Regions from separate parts of the Sus scrofa genome. Here region 2 is linked to region 1. A link is a contact called in public Hi-C data. All regions are on one chromosome and are shown on one strand. Each heading gives the region's core, a stretch centred on a gene start, on an enhancer-like site or on the middle of the called end of the contact. The rest is flanking DNA. Distances are from core to core; before and after follow the strand shown.

The links. A called contact is a pair of places that touch in the nucleus more often than the background predicts.
Region 2: a contact with region 1 is called in a Hi-C map of skeletal muscle, with 4 times the contacts expected there. The contact joins the enhancer-like site here to the promoter of MCC in region 1. A contact is called at or near these places in 2 of 5 promoter capture datasets (fetal skeletal muscle and liver), 18 of 47 Hi-C or Micro-C datasets (adipose tissue, alveolar macrophages, brain and 11 more) and 1 of 2 datasets of contacts at active chromatin or transcription factors (skeletal muscle).

Annotation. Positions count from the first base shown.
Region 1 is chr2:116,282,928-116,289,271 of Sscrofa11.1, forward strand. It overlaps MCC (colorectal mutant cancer protein), which reads left to right and starts at 3,426. Exons shown (of 19, transcript XM_021084624.1): 1 at 3,426-4,444. The coding sequence starts at 4,290.
Region 2 is chr2:116,771,110-116,777,453 of Sscrofa11.1, forward strand. All of the region lies in intron 4 of DCP2 (m7GpppN-mRNA hydrolase), which reads right to left. Among named protein-coding and RNA genes, the nearest start is that of TRNAE-CUC, 18 kb to the right of the region's middle. Within about 2 kb of position 3,247, at least 18 of the 83 cell types and tissues checked have an H3K27ac peak or open chromatin away from gene starts, as enhancers often do. A contact at or near this core is called in adipose tissue, alveolar macrophages, liver and 1 more, where this site is marked.

The DNA.
Region 1 (6,344 bases), core at 2,176-4,675:
TTGTCCTTTCTCTAAGGAAGACTTGGCCTATACCATTGAGAATGGATTGGAAGGTCAGATCAATTAGGAAGAAATAACAGGAGACTCTATAAAAGCAGTGGGAACAGGAATGGAGAAAAGAAACCAATGTGAACAGGAATGGAGAAAAGAAACCAATGTGAGGAGATATTAAGGAGGCCGATTAGCCAGGACATGGTGGCTCACAGGAAGTGAGGGACAGAGGGAGGCAAGGACTCTGGGGTTTCTGGTTTCTTTGTCTAAGTGAATGACAGACATCCTAAGAGGAGCCAGCTCTGGGGAAGAGAATAAACCGGAAAAGGCAAGCAAAGGAACATGCATGGTCCTGCTGACACTTTGATTCATGAGATTCATTTTGAATTTCTGAACTTCAGAGCTGTAAGATAATAAATTAGTGCTGTGTTAAGCCACTAAATTTGTGATAATTTGTTACAGCAGTAAGAGGGAATCAATACGGGCCATTTTAGCTCCAGAGCTTTCTGTGGGGTCAGACAAGGCTGCTCTGGGACCTGCATCATAGCGTGACTTCTCCCTCTTTCCATGCTGCTTCCTTCACCTCCATTTCACACCTGTTGGGGTACAAAGGACACTTCCAGGTAAGCATTCTGTACCTGAAACTCTGTCTTGGAGTCGACCTCCAGAAAACCCACCCTGGGACAGACTGCAAAAGCTCATGGTAACTTCTCATGCCTGTAAATATAGGAATAACAAATATAGAAATGTAAATTTTATCATTGGTTTTGCTTTTCAATGTCACTCAAAAAGTATAATGCCTCACGTGAACTGCACTGACCTTGATATTAAGATAATTTGAAGTAAATAATAATATGTATTTGACAGAAACTAAAAGTTCTATTCCAGCCCCTTTACTTGATCACATTGCTTGAACTTTTTGGATTTAACTCCCCTCCTTGCCCCCCTCTACCCCATAAATAGAAATGATAAATACTTTGCCCCACTAGGCAGCATTAAGGTGGAGCATTTAGACTGCTGACCTGTAACAAGGGCTCCATGAAAGATAGTCAAGCTCCCTCAACTGTACCTCACTGTTATAACTGATGCTCTGGGGAGTTCTGTCATGGCTCAACGGTAACAAACCGGACTAGTATCCAAGAGGATACAGGTTTGATCCCTGGCCTCGTTCAGTGGGTTAAGGATCCAGCATTGCTGCGAGCTCTGGTGTAGGTCACAGACCCAGCTCAGATCCCGTGTTGCTGTGGCTGTGGCGTAGGCCTGCAGATACAGCTGATTGGACCCCTAGCCCGGGAACTACCATATACCCAAGGTATGGCCCTAAAAAGGACAAAGCAAACAAAAAACATCTGAGAGACGAGTTCCCACTGTGGCACAGCAAGTTAAGGATCTGGAGTTGTCTCTGCAGGGCTTGGGTCATTGCTGAGGTGCCCGTTTGATTCCCAGCCCAGCGCAGTGGGTTAAGGAACTGGTGTTGCTGCATCTTCAATGTAGGTCACAATTCCAGCTTGGATTCCATCCCTGGCCCAGGAACTTCCATATGCCGCAGCCAAGACAAAACAAAAGAACACCCGAGATCAAGAAAAGTGAGAGAAAACCAGAGAGAAGGCATCATAGGGGTCCTCAGTCCAACTCCAGCGTGTAGTACTAGTTCAGGTAAACAGAATTTGTACCAGTCAAATTTGCACAGTGCTGCAACTGTTTTGGTTGTTTTAACTGGCAACATTAGACACAGAAGACAGTATATCTTACAATGTATATACAAGTGTATTTTGATATGTACAACATAAATATGAAGTGTTAGTATAACCAAGAGGAATCTAAGAAGGAAAAAGCTGGATGAGGACCACAGTGTTGAGCTATCTACTCATCACAGATAAATATACAAAACCTTTGAAATTATGACATAACCAGTCCTCTGAGATTTATGGCTGGGGTACTGCTCTCATTCCAAGCTCCTGCTTTACATTTATCATCTTTATATTCATATGGCATCTCTATTTTCAAAGTCTTACAGATGTTTCCCTCTCCTAGTAACCTTTTCAGCTGAAATTTTATATGCTTCACATTCACTCAGAAGCAAATTCTTTTCTGAAAGGTTAAATCTCTCTGTTCGACCATTTCTGGTTACCCAAGCATGAACAAATGTTGTTTGGGAAATTTGTCAAGATCTACTTTTTATGTGTTCAGATTTAATTTATGAGCTGTCATGTACATATTCTCTCTCAAAAAAAAAAAAAACCACACATTTTTTGCTTTAAGATACAATTGGTTGAGGTTGACACTCCACTTTCTGCATAGAGTGTCATTATAAAGAGATCTGCTCCTATCCTGGATTTTCAGACCCTCCTTGCATATTTATAAGAATGCTTTTTTCTTTTGTTCTCCCAAACTATCGACTGTTTAGGAGAGCTTGAGGGTAACAACTCCTGTCTGGGTGTTTATTGTCAAATGACAAGAAAAGTTTTATTCTGTGAAAAATTAGAAAATAAAGATTTTACATGTTTATTGTTGATTGAAACAGGCATTGGTCCTCATTCTGTTATGGACAGGAATATCTATTGGAAATAGTATCTTTTAAGCAAATAATATTGGTTATATTGGCAAGACTTTTCTAAGATGGCATACTATTCATCTTAAGATTATAAGTGTCCTGAAATACGGGGCACTTACAAAATTAAAATGAACTAAAGTAGGAATGGGCGGATGGAGCAGAAACAGGAGAACAGAGGGCAGAGACACTTTGCTTCTGAATTGGCAGACATTCTCAAGACGTATGGACATATTCCAGTTATTGTTGTGTGATAAATCAGCTCAAAACTTAGTGGCTTAAAACCCAATCCTTTTAATATCTCTGGGGGTTGGCTGGGCTCAAATAACTTTTTGCTCAGGGTTTCTCATGCAGTTGCGACATCCAGGGCTAGTATCCTGGGAAGATTCACTCACTCGCTCACTCATGTCATGTGTAGCACCTGGGCTGGAAAGCCTCACACCCCTGAGGCTCCTAGGGCATCTCTTTATGTCTCTACATGGTCTCTCTATGTCCCAGTGATAGAGCCAAATTGAATCTCTATTGTCTTTTCTAACCTGGCCTGGGAAGTCAAGACAGGCGCAAAGTTCCTCTTGGGTTGGAGGGGAGGCGACAGACTCCACCTCTTGATGAGAGATGCACCAAAGAATCTGCAGATGTGTTTTAAAACTACCACAGGATTTCATAACCTCTGGCAGAAAGTCTGGGACAGAATAACGAGTCATTCATGGAACCACAAATTGGCTCCTTGTGGTTCCCCATCTGCTGTGGTGGAAGGATACTACCATGTTTAAGGGCTCCTGTTCTGGAGTAAGACGGCCAGCCTAGCCTGGCCTTTGTCCTGACACTAAGCCCAGAGCCTTAAGTAAGTTCAGGTGCCTCAATTTTCTTATCTGTAAGTTGGAGATAATGAGAGCTAACATTTATTGATCACAGTCGGTGCCAGGCATTGCCGTAAGTGCATTGTATACGGTCTTATTTTATAACGAAGTCAATTCTATGAGATACTTTATAAGTCGTAAGAGTTGACAATAATAGACATCTTTCAGGCCTTTGGTGTGGATCAAGTGAGACTTATTAGGTTCCCTTTTGATGTTATTAAACCTGATGTGGCAAATTCTAGCCATGTCAGGAGAGCGAGCCATTTCCGGAAATGCACAAACGTGCACAATGCCACGTAGGAGCGCAAATGATCCTCGGTCTAGTGCGGGAGACCTAAGGAGGGTCAGATTTCCTGACAGGTGTTAAAAATGAATTTATAAAACTAGCCAATCCGGGTTTCATTTGGGGCTACAGAATTCAGCGCAATCCAGCAGACAGGGACCAGGAGTTCGCAAAAACGGCAGTGTTTATCTTAAAAAAGAGATCCACAACAGGGAGCAGTCCAAAGAGTTCTGCCCAGAGAACGCCCGCCCTCCGCCCGAAGCCTTCCCCAGGTGTCAGGGGCCCGCGTCGTAGCCGGAGGCACTGACCTGACCACCTTCCCGAGGGCCTCCCCTCGCGTCCCCATCGCCACCCTCACTTCCCTGACTCCACGACCCACCTTCCCTCCTCCCTCTCCCCTAAGGTGTCTACTCCCGCGACTGCAGAGCGCCCATCTTCAAGCCCGGGCAAAACCCGGAGAGGTGGAATCCCTCTCCCGGAGCGCCCCGGCGGCCACTGGGCATGCTCCGTCGTCAGGCAGGTTCGGGGCTGGGAGCAGCTTGTGCGCCTCGCGGATTCCTCCTGCGGCCGCGCGTCCTCCGCCTCGCGAGCAGCGAGCGGACGCATGATGGCGGCCGCGGCGGGGAGCGCCAGCGGCGGCAGTAGCGGCGGCGGCCGCGGCGGCAGCAGCAGCAGCGACACGTCCAGCACGGGCGAGGAGGAGAGGATGCGGCGCCTCTTCCAGACGTGCGACGGCGACGGCGACGGCTACATTAGCAGGTACTTGGGGAGGTCCGTGAAACCGGATGCGTCGTGATGAGCCTCTCGGCGCTGCCCTTGACCCCTCCTCCGTCCCCTCGCCCCAACTTTCCGCAAGTTGCTCAGAAGCTCACGGGAAGAGTTGGCTGCGACTCTGAGAGCGCGTCGACAGTTCGGCCACTGAGGCGGGCCGAGGGGGCTGTTCTGCTCGTCTTCTGGGGGTGCCAGTTGATCCAACTTTTTCCAGTGCCGTCTTTGTCTGGGCTTTGGGAGACATCTCTTTGGGATGCGGGTCCTTCCCCCGGACTCCTGCGCTCTTGCTGGTGGGCAAACGTGTTCTGGCTACTTGTCCCACGTAGAAGGTAGAAGAGACTGCACTGCAGCCTCGGGCTTCTTTCTAGGTGTCAAGACGCTGTGGCCTCTGGGCAGCGATCTTGTCCGGTTGCTCGGTGGGCAGACCCGTGGCTGGACCAGGATAGGGATGCTCTCTGAGCAACAGAGTTGAATATGAAAAGAGGCTGTGAAAAACTTTCATGTGACGCAGAGCCCCTGCGTTCCAAACTTTGGAACCCAAAGAACGGGCATAGTTTGCCACTCGGTGCAGATTGAAACGTATTAACCTGAAAGGAACGAAGCGCTCAGGCGCAGACTGGGGGTTTAGGGGTGAGGCTGGCATACTCCCTACGCCGGCTCCTCGCTGTGACCAGGTGGGCCCGGGAGGGGTCTCGCAGCGTCTGTGCGCGACCACTCGCTACCCTCGCAGTGCTTGCTTCCAGCCCTCCTACAGGGGCGGTGTTGCAACATCAAGCCGCAGCTCTTGGCAAAATAATTACTTCTACCCACATTTTTGTCACCTATCAGACACTGATGGTGAAGAAGGTCCTGTTTTACGGTGTGCGTGTATGAGAGATCGCCACAGGGCGCCCATGACTGTACCCGCCGAAATTTGAATTGCCTTCAGGGGAGTAGACAGCCTAAATTGTGTATCACATGTTTCTTTAGCCTTTGTCTTGATGATGCTGGAGATCTTCTGAAAATCCCAGGATACCTCCTGTTAATTGTCCTTGGCTACCTAGAGAGAGGGAAAAAAAAAAAAAATGGGGAATCCTTCCCCACCCCCAAATGTTTAAAAATCCGAGATGATTTGACATGTAAAATAATTTAACATTTAAAAAGTAGTTATTTATTTGGGAGTCGACTCAATTATGCTAATTCTTATTACTTTTATGAAGTAAAAATGGTATGAATTTTATTACTTTTCTAAAGTTTCATTGGGAAACGTTAGAAAGATATCAGAAAACTTCATGGAGTAATTCTATTCTGAAATGAAAAAAAATGTAACTCTAGTTGATCACGTGTAGATTTTTATCTGAAAAGTCTTTCTCTGTTTTTCTAGGATAAAAATTTCATGATCTAGTTTAGATTATTATTGTTTTCCTACTTGAAAGGCCATTATCTCATCTGCAATAAGAAAGACTATTTTTCATGTTGGAATGCAAAGATAATTTAATTTTACGTGGGCAAGAGTGCATACAGGAAACTAGCAGAATTTGCTCCTTCCCTTCCTCTATTCCTATTATTCCTAATATTATAACTATTAATATGTTGCTTCATCTGAACTACATTATATATATATAATGTATCCATGAGGACATGGGTTTGACCCCTGGCCTTGCTCAGTGGGAGAGGATCTGGCGTTGCCGTGGGCTGTGGTGTTGGAATCAATTATGCTAATTCTTATTACTCATGTTATTTTGAATGGGGGCTGTATGAACACTGAAGGATGATGACAATTTTAAGCATGGGTTGAGAATTTTGTTTTGGAGATTGAAGCACTGTAAGGGCATGATGTTAAAGAAGGAATTTTAGATGAAGGTTGGGCAAAAGTGGGGAAAACTGTTGTTATTCTTTGAGCCACATC
Region 2 (6,344 bases), core at 1,997-4,496, 490 kb after region 1:
TAAGAAGGAGCAGAAAAGAATCTTCTGAGGTGTTGGAAACATCCTCTGATCTACGTGGTGGTTTCACAGGCATATATGTATATAAAAAATGAATAATCTATTAAGATTAGTGTATTTTATGTTCTTACCCTCCAACAAAAAAATTTTTTTTAATAATTTTTAGGAGTTCCTGCTGTGGTGCAGTGGGTTAATAATCTGGCTTGTCTCTGTGCAGCTGGTTTGATCTCTGGCCCAGCACAGTGAGTTAAGGATCTGGCGTTCCTGCTGCTGTGGCGTAGGTCTCAGATGCAGCTCAGATTCAATCCCTGGCCCAGGAATTTCCATACACCATAGGTGCAGCGAAAAACAGGGAAGATAGTAATTTTAGCTCCCTTTAGCTCCCTGCTTTGAAAACCTTCTAATCAGAACTTAGTATACACACACACATACATATATATATATATATATCAGTCACATATAAAAATTGGAAGCTATGCTAAAAATAAAATGTACAATCTAACTACCTTATGAGCAGAGCCCACTACCTTTGTGTTACAAAAAAGAATCTAACTGAATACATGCTCATAATAAAATAAGTACTTAAGGACTGAAAGACTTTCAGATTAAAGACTGAAGACACAACAATTAAATGCAAATCAGTGCATGAACCTGGATAGGATCCTAGATGGGGGAAGAAGTAGAAGCTGCAGGAAAAGACCGTAATGTACCAACTAGTAAATATAAATATGAACCATCTGTTAGATAAAGGAACCTATCAATGTCACATTCCTGACTTTGTAATTACACTGTAATAATATAAGAGAACTTCCAAGTTCTTAAAATTTACAGCAGAACTAATTAGGGGTTAAGGGGCATTATGTCTGCAATTTTCTCCTAAATTAATTAGCAATAATAATAAAAACTATATATATATATCAAAATTATAAGGCAAACATGGTAAAATATTAACAGGCAAATCTATTCTTTATATTATTCTTACTATTTTTCTGTATACTTGAAATTATCTCAATATTAACACAATTTTAAAGTCACATGTAACTAATGTTTAGTTCTTTCTAGTGCATTCAAATATGTACTGTATGCTTAATAAGTGGCAGGTATTATCCTAGGCACTGACTTCAGAAATGAATAAAGCAAGGACTGCTTTTTAAGGAGCTCCATCTAAAAGAAAAAATAATTTCAAAATTATGTAAGTGCCAAAAGGCAGGTGGGTGCAATGGGAGTACAGAATCAAGGGGCCTAACTCAGCCTTGGTATAGGTGAGCTGTGAGCCTGGGTGGTCACCTTTGGAAGGCTGACATGGACAGCAGTGTATTCTGCTGAATACACTTAGCTAGGATTTTAAAGATGAATAGAAGTTTGCTAGATAGACAAGAAGAAAAAGTTCAGAGCGCTGGAAATGGCTACAACTGATGAAAATTATGTGAGATAAAGTGATACAACATGAGTTCATCAGCATTAAAGCAACCAAACTTCGTAAACATAATAAAGTAACAGATCACCCAACTCTCAAGGAGAAAACGACTGATTCACCTCTACAATTAGGTATTTACTCTCATCCTATACTTACTAGGCAACACTTTTAATAGCTCACTTACATGTACAAACAAGTATTAAAATGTTAGTACCATAACTTCTATGTATCAAAATCCATTTCTCTATTAGAATACATAGTTAACGTTCCTGGCACATGGAATAGGACTAACTTCTCAAATGATATCAGATAAATATCTTTATGTAAGATTTAAAACTGTGCTACTCAAAGAACACCAGCACAGAAAGGCAATTTAATTCTCTGCCTAAAAGCTATGTCCTATAAATCTACAAGAAGAGGTAGGATAAATCAACCAACAGTTCTGTGAATAAATTTTACCAAGATTAAATCACATAAATGCATATTAAAGTAAGCTTCAGGAGTTCCCGTGGTGGCGCAGTGGTTAACGAATCCGACTAGGAACCATGAGGTTGCGGGTTCGATCCCTGCCCTTGCTCAGTGGGTTAACGATCCGGCGTTGCCATGAGCTGTGGTGTAGGTTGCAGACGTGGCTCAGATCCCGCGTTGCTGTGGCTCTGGCGTAGGCCGGCAGCTACAGCTCCGATTGGACCCCTAGCCTGGGAACCTCCATATGCTGTGGGAGCGGCCCAAGAAATAGCAAAAAGACAAAAAAAAAAAAAAAAAAAGTAAGCTTCATTACAATAAAGTGTTTTGCCAGAAAATAAGCAACAATATGAAATCTTGAAAATAATTATTTTCTCAAAAACAGCTGGTATTTCATCACAACTAATAACAAAAATATACTAAGGTTATCCTAATTTATCCTTTCAACAATATCTAGAAAACATTTTTTACATCTGTCCTCAATCTACTTCACTGAATAATAGTGATAAAAACTTTACCCAATTAACAAAAGTGAGCCAAAAAGTCTAAGACTGGAAATGGCCAATTGAGATGGCCCTTAGCTTTCTATTGACAATTATTCAAACGTTCTGAGAAGCCTGCTTGCCACTGCTTCTTTTAGGTCAGTCCACATACAGAGCCCTTATAGGACATGTCAAACCCTGCTAGAACATAACAAAATAACTTTACACAGCTATCTACAGTAATATAATAATACTAATATCATAATAAACCAAACTAGAATGTTCTAATAGTCAAATTAAAATGCTACTGGAGTTCCCGTTGTGGCTCATTGGTGAATAAATCTGACTAGTATCCATGAGGACACAGGTTCCATTCCTGGCCTTGCTCAGTGGGTTAAGGATCCGGCGTTGCCATGAGCTGTGGTGTAGGTCGCAGACACGGCTCCGACCCGGCATTGCTGTGGCTGTGGTGTAGGTCAGCAGCTACAGCTCCGATTCAACCCTTAGCCTGGGAAGCTCCATATGCCCCGTGGGTGTGGCCCTAAAAAGACACACACACACAAAAAAAAGGACAAAAATAAGTAAAAAATAAATAATAAAATATTACCAAGTAACGTAAAATAAAGGTAAGCACTCATGGAACATCTGCGTAACATAAAATCAAGGGAAAAAGTACTTAAGACATTAGCCTAAGTCTAACTAATGTCAGCTAAAAAACTAGGACAAAAACCTTTCCATGTATGTTAAGACAAGTGAAAATTAAAAGGAATAATGTGATATTTACATAAACTTCTATAAACAGACTAACAACTTGGTTTTAACTAAGACAACACTGGTGGTTTTCCACCTCCTCAGTGCTGCTCCTGTTATACTGCAGCACCACCAAGTGGCAGAAGGATGTACTACAACTCTAGAACTGCTAGTTGAATATCACTCAAAAATGGCAACTACTATGGACTGGCTCTCCAAAATTCATCTGTTGAAGTCCTAACCCCAAATGCGACTGTACCTGGAGATAAGGCCTGTATGGAGGATAAAGGTTAAATGAGGTCACATGGATAGGACTCAAATCCAAAAGGGCTCGTACCCTTGTAAGAAGAGGAGGAACTAGTGCTTTCTGCCCTCACACAGGCACCCAAGAAAGGCCGCATGAGCACACAGGGAAAAGGCAGCCAAATGCAAGCCAGGATCAAAGTCCTCACCAGGAACCCAATCAGCAGGCAGCTTTGACCTGTGACTTGCCAGCCTCCAGAGCAGTAGAAAACAAATTTCCATTGTTTAAGCCATCTGTCTGTGGTATCTGGTTAGGAGAGGCCTGAGTAGACTACCACAACAATGCTCCACCTTAGTCCCCAAACTCTATTCTTTAAGACAAAAGTATTCACTTAAAAATCAAGAATAAAAGTAAAAGGCTTGGCTTTTAAAGTTCTAACACCAAAATTTCAGAAATTAAAGTCTTTACTGATAAGTTCCTTTATCAGCTGAAAGAGGCTATTATTTAGATCAAAAAGGTTAGAAGTCAGGATTAATTATTATTAGCAAAGGGAACATTTTCTCCTAAAATTAAAGGACTATGGTTCTGTGCTTTCCTCAGAGCAAGACAAAAACTCTTGAAACAGAAAAAAAAAAAAACAAAACAAAACTCATACAAGTCCAGATAGGTAAATGCTATTAGAAAATACTTAAAAATTACAAATTCCTTCTGTTATCATCTGTGTACATGTGCTTAGAAATACCCATTTACAAATATCCCTTGACTGCCTATAAAGCAGTCAAGAAAGAACATGAACTTCAGAACCCTATAAATAGCCCTATAAATTGGCAACCCTGTTTTGCTGCTTACTGTGAGATGGTGAGCTATTTCAGTGCCCCAGTTGTGAAGTGGAGATAAGCACCTGCCATAATGGTGGTATCTCTTCCTACAGGATTCTCTTTAGATCCTATATATCCACAATCCATTCTTCCACTCCCATACCCTAAAAAATTTTATTTACTTACAAATCATGGTGATCCACTATTATTACTGATACACTAGCACCACCTAGATAGGACATTTTATCTTAGTGTCCCAGAGAAGAGACCAAACAAATAAACCAAAGTGAAAACTGTCTCAGTTCACAGGTTAACTTCCTCTGTCTCCTACCCAAATGCCTTACTTCTGTACCATCCTAACTCTTTACAATACAGTGTATAAAACTCATCAAAGGGAGGGTTTCAGTGGTAGAAGCAGACAGATCCCGAGTCTAGAGTACTTCTTCAGGTTTTCCAAGGTTAGGTATTTGATTCCTCCAAGAAGATCCAATTACAGAGATCACTGATTTCACCCATTTTAGCCTAAATTTCTATTACTCCAGTTAATGTACTATCTCGAACCTATCTCACTGTTGTAGGAATAGTCTAACTCCATTTGTAAGATTTACAGATCAATTCCTCTAAAAAGGATGCTATGGTTCTCATTTTGGCCTTCCTTATAAGCAAGACTTCAAAATTTGAAGACACTACTTCATTTCATCTCCTGCCATCTGCAGAAAGAAAGAGAAAGCTCTTCAAAGATGTGACAAATCCTTATCTGCTCCCTAAATAGCCTGCGATTTTAAAAGGCAGGCATTAACCTTTACTTTCTGGTACATAAAGGCTGGGTCTATAAGCTACTGCAAATACCTGCCTAGATAAGTTATTCCGTACTCAATTAAAATGCAGCATTTTCAATTATTTTTAAAATCTTACTCCAAAGTAAATAACCACTACTAGTTTTTTTCCACAGCAAATAACTAACTAGTGATTTACTAAGAATGAAGGGTATAAGGTAGAAACTGAGAACTGAGACGATAAAAACCAGAGAAAGAATATTGTGGGCTTCGTCAGGCCTAAAGACAGGGAAAATCAATGTGACAGAATGCCAGATGGGACAGCTATGAAATAGAAAAAAAATCATACAGACGAGAGACAGGATTAAGATGGCAGAAAAGAAGGACTGGAGCTCACCTTCTCTCATAAAAACAACAGAATTACAACCAAATGCTTCAACCAAATGGACTGGAACTTTCAACCAAATGGACTGGAAACTTTCAAAAAGATATCCTACTCCAGAGGACAAAGAGGAGGCCCCATCAAGATGTAGGAGGGGTGATTATGAGATATAAGCAACCCCACACCTCCCAGGTGGGAAGCCCACAGACTAGAAAGTAACTATATCGCAGAGGCTCACCTAGAGGAGTGAGATTTCTGAGCCCCACATCAGGTCCCCACACCTGGAGATCTGGCATTGGGAGAAAGAGTGCCTGGAGCGTCTGCATTGACAGCCAGTGGGGCTTGTGTGCAGGAGCTCCATGGGACTGGGATAAAAGGAAACCCCATTCTTGAAAGGCACACACAGGCTTTCATGTGCATTGGGTCCCAGGGCAAAGCAGAAACTCCATAGGAATCTGGGTTGGACCTGACTGCAGTTCTTGAAGGATCTTCTGGGAAAAGAGGTGGTAACTGTGGCTTGTCCTGGGAGAAAGACATTGTAGGCAAAGGTCTCGGGAATATCCATCAGCAAGTGTTCCTCTAGAGGTGGCCATTTTGGGAAAATCTGGCCCAACCCATCAGCGCTGAGAAGCCCCAGGCCAAACAAAAATCCGGGTGGGTCACAGCCCCACCTATCAGTAAACAGGCTGCCTAAAGACCCTCCCAAGTACACAGCCGCCTCTAATCTCACCCAGAGACAAAGCCCCACCCAACAGATGCATAGGAATAAAGCCCCACCTACCAGTGGGCAGGTACCAGTCCCTCCCATCAGGAAGCCTACAGTAAGCCCTGGAACCAACTTCGGCCACAAGGGGGGGCAGACATCAAAAGTAAGAAAGGCTACAACTCTATCGTCTGCAAAAAGGAGACCACACCAAAAACTTATAAAAATGAAAAGGCTGGGAACTATAACTCAGATAAGAGAACAATAAAAAAACCCAAGAAAAACACCTAAGTGACCTGGAGATTATCAG